Regions from separate parts of the Mustela erminea genome. Here region 1 is linked to region 2. The links are chromatin contacts, called in public Hi-C maps. All regions are on one chromosome and are shown on one strand. Each heading gives the region's core, a stretch centred on a gene start, on an enhancer-like site or on the middle of the called end of the contact. The rest is flanking DNA. Distances are from core to core; before and after follow the strand shown. Region 1 holds the start of KLF4 (Krueppel-like factor 4). Region 2 has its middle 120 kb from the start of KLF4.

Region 1 (3,966 bases), core at 1,383-3,882, 120 kb after region 2:
CCGCTGAGCAGGATGCCAGACGCTGGGCTTGATCCCAGCACCCTGGGATCATGACCTGAGCTGAAGGCAGATGCTTAACGACTGAACCACCCAGGCGCCCCCAGAATCTTGTCTTGATTGTATGACATGAGAATAGTGTCTTTCTGATTCATCTGTATAATACTTTTTTTTTTAAAAGATTTTATTCATTTATTTGACAGAGATCACAAGTAGGCAGAGAGGCAGGCTGAGAGAGAGGGGGAAGCAGGCTCCCCATGAGCAGAGAGCCCGATGCGAGGCTCCATCCCAGGATCCTGGGATCCTGACCTGAGCTGAAGGCAGAGGCTTTAACCCACTAAGCCACCCAGGCGCCCTTGTAATACTGTTTTTTCATTGTGGTGGTTACTTTTGTTGAAAGGGAAGGGTTACTGCTTTAGATAAATAAGAGCAAAACAGAAACAAAACAAAACAAGACACCTCATGCAGTGGCTACAAACTCCAAGTCCTGATTTACGTTGTTTACATGCCTAGGGAAATGGCTACCAATCAAATTCATTGGGGATTAGGAACCCAGGCCTTGACGTAAAAGTGTATAACCTTTTCATGCAATCCTCAAGTTCTAGCATCCCAAGAAATTTCTGCCATCACAATGAAAGGAGTGGGGGAGGGGTAGCAGGTGTTTTCCTTTCTTGCCTTCTCCGTTTGAAAAGGGCAATGTTTTCAGGTGGGCTGCTCCTATGGAGTGAGGCCGAACCCGCCAGCCCGAGGGAGGGTCGGGTTTTCCCTGCTAAAGCAGCGCACACACACCCCTCCCCGCAGGCCCTGGCCAAAGGATGGAAGTCATATTCAAAGGCGTCCAACTCTCTGGACCTAGAAGGATTCCTGTCGTTGGCAGAGGGGGCACAGCGGATTCACTCGGGATGAGATGCATTCCAAGAATGCTGCTGTGGTCGGCAAGAAGTGGAAAACTAGGGGATAACAAATACTCTGAGTAAACCTAATAGGTACCAGAATCGCAGAACTCAAATAACAGGTGACAACGACTTAAAGTACGACGCAACAACTAGAGAGCTCTGTGAAAGTAAGCGAATACTCCGCCCCGTGTTGGGGCTTCGACCCTTTTCCTCCTCCCCTTGTCTTTCCCGGGATCGACAGCGTTTACTGGTGAGGCGGCTCCGTGGAGAGGGCGGGTGGAGCCCGGCTCTGCGCGCCTCAATCCAAACCAAACACTTCGCAAGCCTACGTTTAACAGGCGATACCGAACACCACACTCACGTTCGGGGGGGGGGGCAGTTTGCAGAGATGAGGGCGAAAACATTTCCCGGCTGGAAAATTACTGATCACTAACTAAGGCGACTGTGGGGGTGGGGAGGCAACGTTATAAGGCTGAAATAACGATCGCCGTTTCCTCTTCTCTTCCCGGTGGGCAGGAACGGCTGCCGCGAGCTCGTTGTGCCCTTTTCGGGAACCGGGGTCCCCCCGCACCGCTCCACTTCCTGACACGTGGCCACTTTCCAGCTAAGCGCCTCTCGGTGGGCTTGACCGTTCGGAACCTGAGCCAAGGGAGAGAACTCCCCGTCCGACCTTTACCTCGCCGTTTCACCTCTTTATGACTCAGTTTGCCCATCCATAAAGTGGAACGGAGGGTGCGGGCTTGCGCCCTTGAGATTCTCGGGTGGAAAGGTGTCTGCGCCTCACGGCCCCTATGCCTTCTCCACCCCACAATCAATATTAAGCCCTTTCACTCCCTTTCTGGCTCCCCGAAATATCAAAACCATAACTCCGCTTCCCGCTCCAACCTCTTTCCACCCTTTCAGGCCTTTTCTGGCTCCCAGTTCCGTCACAGTGCTGGGCACCCACCTTTCCTTGCCTCCCACCCCCATGCCACCCGGCCGGAGAACCTACGAAAAACCCCGCGAAGCCAAGCCAAGAGCCCGCACTGGCACTCCGAGACCAGCGCCCGGCTGCTGCGTGTGCCGGGGAGGGACGGAAAGCTCAGTGAGTCACGCGGATAATCGCGCTTTCCTCTAGCGCCCAGAGTGCGCCGCAAGCACGGACCCGAGCGGGGGTGGGGGAGCGGAACCGACCCCTCAACCCCTACCAGACTCCTCCGCCACGGGCTTCGAACCCCCGGAGCGGACCACCGCGACGCAGACGGCCCCGGTCGCAGAGCGACCGGACGTGCGCTCAGTACGCACCGCCCCGCACCGGGACAGCCGCCGCCGCCGCCGCCGGGGCCGCCACCGCCGGCGTCAGCGCGGCTCCTGCTCGCCAGCTGCCGGGCTGGCGTCACGGCTCGGCCGGGCCCCGCCCGCGCCCCTCCCTCCCCCCCGCCCCCACGTGCGCCGAGTTTGTTTATTTAGCTGCCATGGCAACGCGCGGGGGGGCCGTAGGAGGGAGGGGAGAAGAAAGGGAGGGGGCGGGGCCTGGCGGCGGGCCGCGGCGTACAGCGGGTAGGAGGCGGGGGTAGGGCGGGAGCCGAGAAGTTAAGTAAGGAGCGCGCGGCGGCCGCCGGCAGTTCCCCGGCCCGAGACAGCAAGCGCGGCTGCGGGCGCGCGGGGAGCAGAGGCGGTGGCGGGCGGCGGCGGCACCGGGAGCCGCCAAGTGCCCCTCCCCGCCCCTCCGGCCCCCCACCCACCCACCCGCCCGCGGCCAGCGCCCATGGCCGCGCGCGCCCCGCGCAGTCCCCCGGACTCCGCACACCGCGCCGCCGCCCAGTCCGCAGATCCGCGCCGCTGCGGCCAGTCTCACCTGGCGGCGCCGCCCGCCCGCCAACCCGGCCACAGCCCCAGCGCCCACGGCGACAGCCGCGGCGACCGCGACAGTGGTGGAGGACGCTGCTGAGTTGAAGAGCGCAGTTCGGCCACCGGACCTACTTACCGCCTTGCGCTTTGCTCATCGTCTGTTTTTACGAGTTTACAACTTTTAAGAACTCTCGTGTACAAAGGAACTTTTCTTAAAAAGGCATCTCCCGTTTATATTTAATCCAAAGAAGGATTTCGGGCAATTTTGGGCTTTTGGTTTTGGCTTCGTTTCTAAGTTTTTTTTTTTTTTTTCCTCCTAATTTTGGGGTTTGGGTACCCCCACTGCTTTGAACTCCCGAGGACCTTCTGGGCCCCCACATTAATGAGGTAGGTGTAGCGTGGGGCGCGGAGTGGGGGGTGGTGAAGTCCGGTGGGACGCGCCGGAGCGGCGGTCGAGAGTGGCCCCCTGACTCCTGCCTCTGCCCCGCCCGGCCCGCAGGCAGCCACCTGGCGAGTCTGACATGGCTGTCAGCGACGCACTGCTCCCGTCCTTCTCGACGTTCGCGTCCGGCCCCGCGGGAAGGGAGAAGACACTGCGTCCGGCAGGTGCCCCGAATAACGTGAGTACTGTCCGGAGAGGTCGGCAGCGTCCAGTGGCCTTATGTGGGTGGGGTAGGGACGGGCGGAGCCCAGGGGTCTTCGAGACCCATCCGGCGGAGGGAAGGAGTGGCCCCGCAGTCGTCTTACGATGGTTTCCGTGTCTGTAGCTCGGTTGTACATGCGTGTGGTCCGGACGCTGGGGAGCCGCCGGGGGCGCACACCCGGTGCACACGTCTTGTAACTCGCAGGCTGCAGGGCTGGCGCGGGGGCCACCCGGCGGGAGGTTGGATGGGTCCCTGGACACTGGCTTGGGCCGGAGTGAGCTTGGCGCGTAGGCGTACCCGTGGCGAGGGCGCATAGGGAGATCCTCGGTGTCCCAATTCCAAGGGTGGCTGGAGCGTCCCTGGGATCTGGCTGGGGAAGCACCGGAGCTGCCCAGCCGCGGCGCCTGCTCTCACGCAATCGGGCAGACACCGTATTCTCCAAACCGACGCACCGCGCCTCTCCGGCCCGGGGATGGGCCGAGATCGCAGCACTGGCACCTGGAGCCTGCCGGCGCTTCGTGTCTTTCTCGTCCCGGTGCCTGGGCGGTATAGGCGCGGGCAGGGTCGCCAGTACGTGGTATGGCAGCAGGAGACCAGTA
Region 2 (3,999 bases), core at 1,481-3,980:
GGCAGTGAAGAAAGGGAAGGGACATTTCAGTGGAGAGGCTATGGGGTGTGAACAGAGCAAACGGGGAGAAGTTTGGTGTGAGTAGGCTAGAGAGGTGAGTTGGGTCAGGAGCATGGACAAAGGGAGCCAGAGACAGAAGCAGACCTGAATTTTCCACACTGCAGTTCAGTGTGCTCTGTAAGCCAGCAGCAGCAGCACCAGGAGCTTGTTAGAAATGCAGATTCTCAGGCACCACCCTGCAGCCACTGAATCAAGAGCTATGGAGTCATGCCCAGGAATCTGTGTTTTACCAGATGACTCTGCAGCAAGGTGCAGCGTGAGAAGCACTAGCATAGAGTATAGTAATGAACGGCTCCTGCCTATGGAACACCTACTTTGTGGCGGGCACTGGGCTTAGTCTTTTACATGTTTTATCTGATTCAATCTTCACAATAAGCCTATGAGATGGGCCTGTCATTATCCCCACTTTATAGGTGACAAAACTGAGGCTCATAGAGACAAAGTAACTTGCCTGAAGTTGTGAAGCTGCTAAGCAGCAAATCTGGGATTTAAACTGAAACTGTGAAAGGCCCAGGTCCATGCCCCCCCAGAAGCCCTCCGCCACAGCGGCCCTTTGCTGGTTTTCATTCCAGGACTTGAGGAGGAACATCGGAGAACCTGAGATTTTCTGGGAATAAACAGCAGGTTCTGTTGACCTTGAAATGTATGGGGAGGAAGAAAGAATAGAAAAGGAAGCCCCCAAGCTTGCTGGGTTGAGAAATAGAGGGCGTGGGGACACCATTACCTCACACAGGGACATCAGGAGAAGACTGGGAAGGAGACATAAGGCTTCCCACTGGGATGTGCAGAGCATAAGGGAACATCGAAGATAGAAAATGTGCCCATGAGAACTGGAAAGCAGGGCTGTTATCTACCTCTTGGTGGGTGGTATAGCCACAGGTATATTGGATCAGACCAAAAAGTACACTTGGGTCAAATTACTACAGCTTAGAAGCATCAAGAATGGGGGAGGGGGGGTTAAATCACAAGATTTATGGGAGTGTAGGGAAGAGGCTTGGGTTAAGGAATGCTGTTCTCACCATGAGCCGCGGTAAGGAGAACCCAAGTCTCTGGAAGCAGTCCCACTCCTCCAAAGGTGTACAGACTTGACCTTGATGTGACACTTTTTTCTGCATCTCAGGAAGGGGGGTAGAGGGAACTGGCCCTCGTGGTATAGGGTGACAGAGCAATTAATAAGGCAGATTCTAAAGCTTCTGAAATGCCCCAAACCAAGGACCCAGGTGTTGAATTCATCTGCTCTAAAGATGAGAAAATAGAGAACTCTCTTTTGGTTCCTATTTGGGTAAAGCTGGACATAAATCATTCTTTGAAAAGGTGTCATGGGTGCCTTTGGTTGTAGGGGCTCAAGCTCTTTCCAAACATCACCTCATTAATCCTGGCAAACACCAGAAGAGAAAGCCATAGAGGCTGCACCTTTAGTGTTACTGAACAGATGAGACTTGGCCTCCAACTTAAAGACACAGGAAGGTTCCAAGTGGACCTGGCAAGAGACCCTGTTCACTGGCTTTAGCTATGCTGCCCTGGGACTGGGAAAGCACAGGGGAGAGTAAGGGGTGGATGGGTGGCATGCGTGCGTGTGTGTGTGTGTGTGTGTGTGTGTGTGTACACGCTGTGTGTGTCTTCTTCTTAATGTCTATCATCCCATGAAAAGAAAGTGAGGTCCCAGAAGTGGGTTATTCACAGGGTGGCTGAGTGACAATTTACTGGGGAATCTACATTCTGCTCCGAAACTGCCAGATTTTTGCAAGGATTTAATCCCATTTTCTTGGTGAATTTGTCCTTAATAAATGCGCCTGTGTATTCCCAGCCTTTGCACATGTTTGTGCCTTATTGCCGCGTATAGGGCTAACCCAGAAAAGGGTGTCCAGGCGAGAACTGAGAAGAGAAAGAGCAAACTCAGAGGGCAGGGGACAACCAGTGTCATTTGCCCCTGTGGGGGGTGTGGGGCGTTGAGTCTGGTTTCGTGTTTCAAAGTAAGGGAAAGATTTAAAAGGACCAGGTATGTTAGAAATGCAAGTCATTTGATATGGACTCTCTTTTTCTTTCTAATAGAGAAGGGAGAGGATATAAAAGAGAAAAAGAGAAAGAGAAGGAAGAAGAGTAAGAAGGAAGGACAAGGAGAGGAGGGGAGTCAGAGACAGGGAGAGGAAGAGGGGACAGCCAGCGCCGGCCAGGCAAGCGCCAGCCTGGAGTCCGGCGAAATCCGGCTTCCTACCCAGAGAGCGCCGAGCGCCTTTCCGCAAGCGGCCGCGGGCTCGGAGCTTTTAAGGGTTTCTAATCCTGGAAGGCTGTCTGACATCACCCCGTTTCTTGTCTGCTGATGTTTCGTACAAGCCTCTCATTTCCTCAGTGTTTTCGGAGCCACCAATTACTGCAACAATCTCATGTTTATGTTTTCTCTCTCCTGCCTCTCTGGCCCTCGGCCTGGAGCCTGTGCTGCTCCCGACGCACGGAGCCCAACGGGGCTGGGTGGGGGGAGCGGGTGGGGGGCCTGGATCGGGCATCGCAGAAAAAGGGAGGGGTCCCCCTTAATTTTTTTTCATTGACTTCAGCACCATGTGATCAGGAAGTCTGGCCTCCCTCCATTTCCCCTCCCGACTAAAGGGAAACATTGTGTAGCAGCCGCCGCAGCCACTGGTGGGATGGCCTTCGCCGCCTGACGTAGGGAGATAAAAATAACCGGCATATTTAAGGCCGGAGCAGGAATCCCGGCGCTCACACGCGGCCTGGTCAGTTCCCGAGGCCGGCTGGCGGCGCGCTCCTGAGTGCACAGGGGCCAGGGCCAGTGCCAGCACCAGCGACCTTGGGCCCCGGGGCCCAGCACCCAGGCCCTCCGATCCTCCCGGAGCCTCACAGAGGGCCAGGCCAGGCTGGTCGCCGGCGGCCTGGCTGCAGCGCGCCGGCCGGGCCTGGGTTCTGCGTTCTGCCTCGCTGGAGATGGGGAGGAAGTTATGTGTCGGCAGACGGAGGGTGGCCCGGAGCCTGGTGCCAGGCAGGGAGTTAGGCACACACCAAAATGCCGCCACAAAAAGCTGCCACCAGCAAGGCCCCCAGTCTCCACACCACTGTACATAGCGGCAAGCACACACTCAAATCAAGTCTCCCCTGTCCATACCCTTTATTCCCTGGAATTAACAGCGCATTGCAAAGATCTGCAAACTAGAAACAAGAATTAGCTCATCAAAGAAAATGGGGGAAAATCCTCGCAAATATCTGGCAATTTCAGAGAGAATATAGATTTCCCAAGTAGCATGCTGCCCAGCCGCCTACAGGTTTCCTGGGAGCCCCTGACCACTGCCACCACCTCTGACCTATGAAGGGACCCAGAACATAGAAAAGGAGGAAGTCTCCCTGTCCCCTGGATAAGTGCACATCCCTGGTCTCGGGAACACACCATGATGAACGGCACTTTACCCTGGACAGTACTAACTGGTTTCCATTTTCTTGCTCGCTCTTAAACCTCAAACTGCACCACACTGTAGTTCTATTAGTCTAGCTTTACAGACAGGGAAACTGAGGCTCACAAAGATGAAATGATTGCCCAAGCCCACACTTGAGCAATGTTCTCCACCACATCAGTTGCCTCCCTTGACTGCATTTACATGGCCACGTTGATTTATCATTCTGGAAACCACCTTCCTTCTGTTCCTCCTACTCCCTCAAAATTAATACCAAGCAAAAACAGTGATGGTGAGCTTTCTGCTGACCTGTGAAATCACAATTTTGCCCTTGCTCTGGACCACAAAGAAGTTTTTATTTCCAATTAATAATGGGAAATCTCCGAGCCTTCTGATGTTTAGAGTAACAAGATATTTCAAAATTTCTGGCAGAGCTTTTCACCTAAAAGCCAGATGTGCTGACGAAAAATGAATCAACACTCACCCCTAATTTTTTTGGCATTACAGAGATAACAAATAGCTATTTTTCTGGGTTGGAAGA

The links. A called contact is a pair of places that touch in the nucleus more often than the background predicts.
Region 1: a Hi-C map of fibroblasts shows a contact between it and region 2, with 4 times the contacts expected there. The contact joins the promoter of KLF4 here to the enhancer-like site in region 2. A contact is called at or near these places in 2 of 3 Hi-C or Micro-C datasets (fibroblasts and skeletal muscle).

What each region holds. Positions count from the first base shown.
Region 1 is chr12:24,766,257-24,770,222 of mMusErm1.Pri, forward strand. It overlaps KLF4 (Krueppel-like factor 4), which reads left to right and starts at 2,633. Exons shown (of 4, transcript XM_032306958.1): 1 at 2,633-3,110; 2 at 3,223-3,343. The coding sequence starts at 3,106.
Region 2 is chr12:24,645,896-24,649,894 of mMusErm1.Pri, forward strand. No RefSeq gene overlaps it. Among named protein-coding and RNA genes, the nearest start is that of KLF4, 120 kb to the right of the region's middle. Within about 2 kb of position 2,731, the one cell type or tissue checked has open chromatin away from gene starts, as enhancers often do. A contact at or near this core is called in fibroblasts, where this site is marked.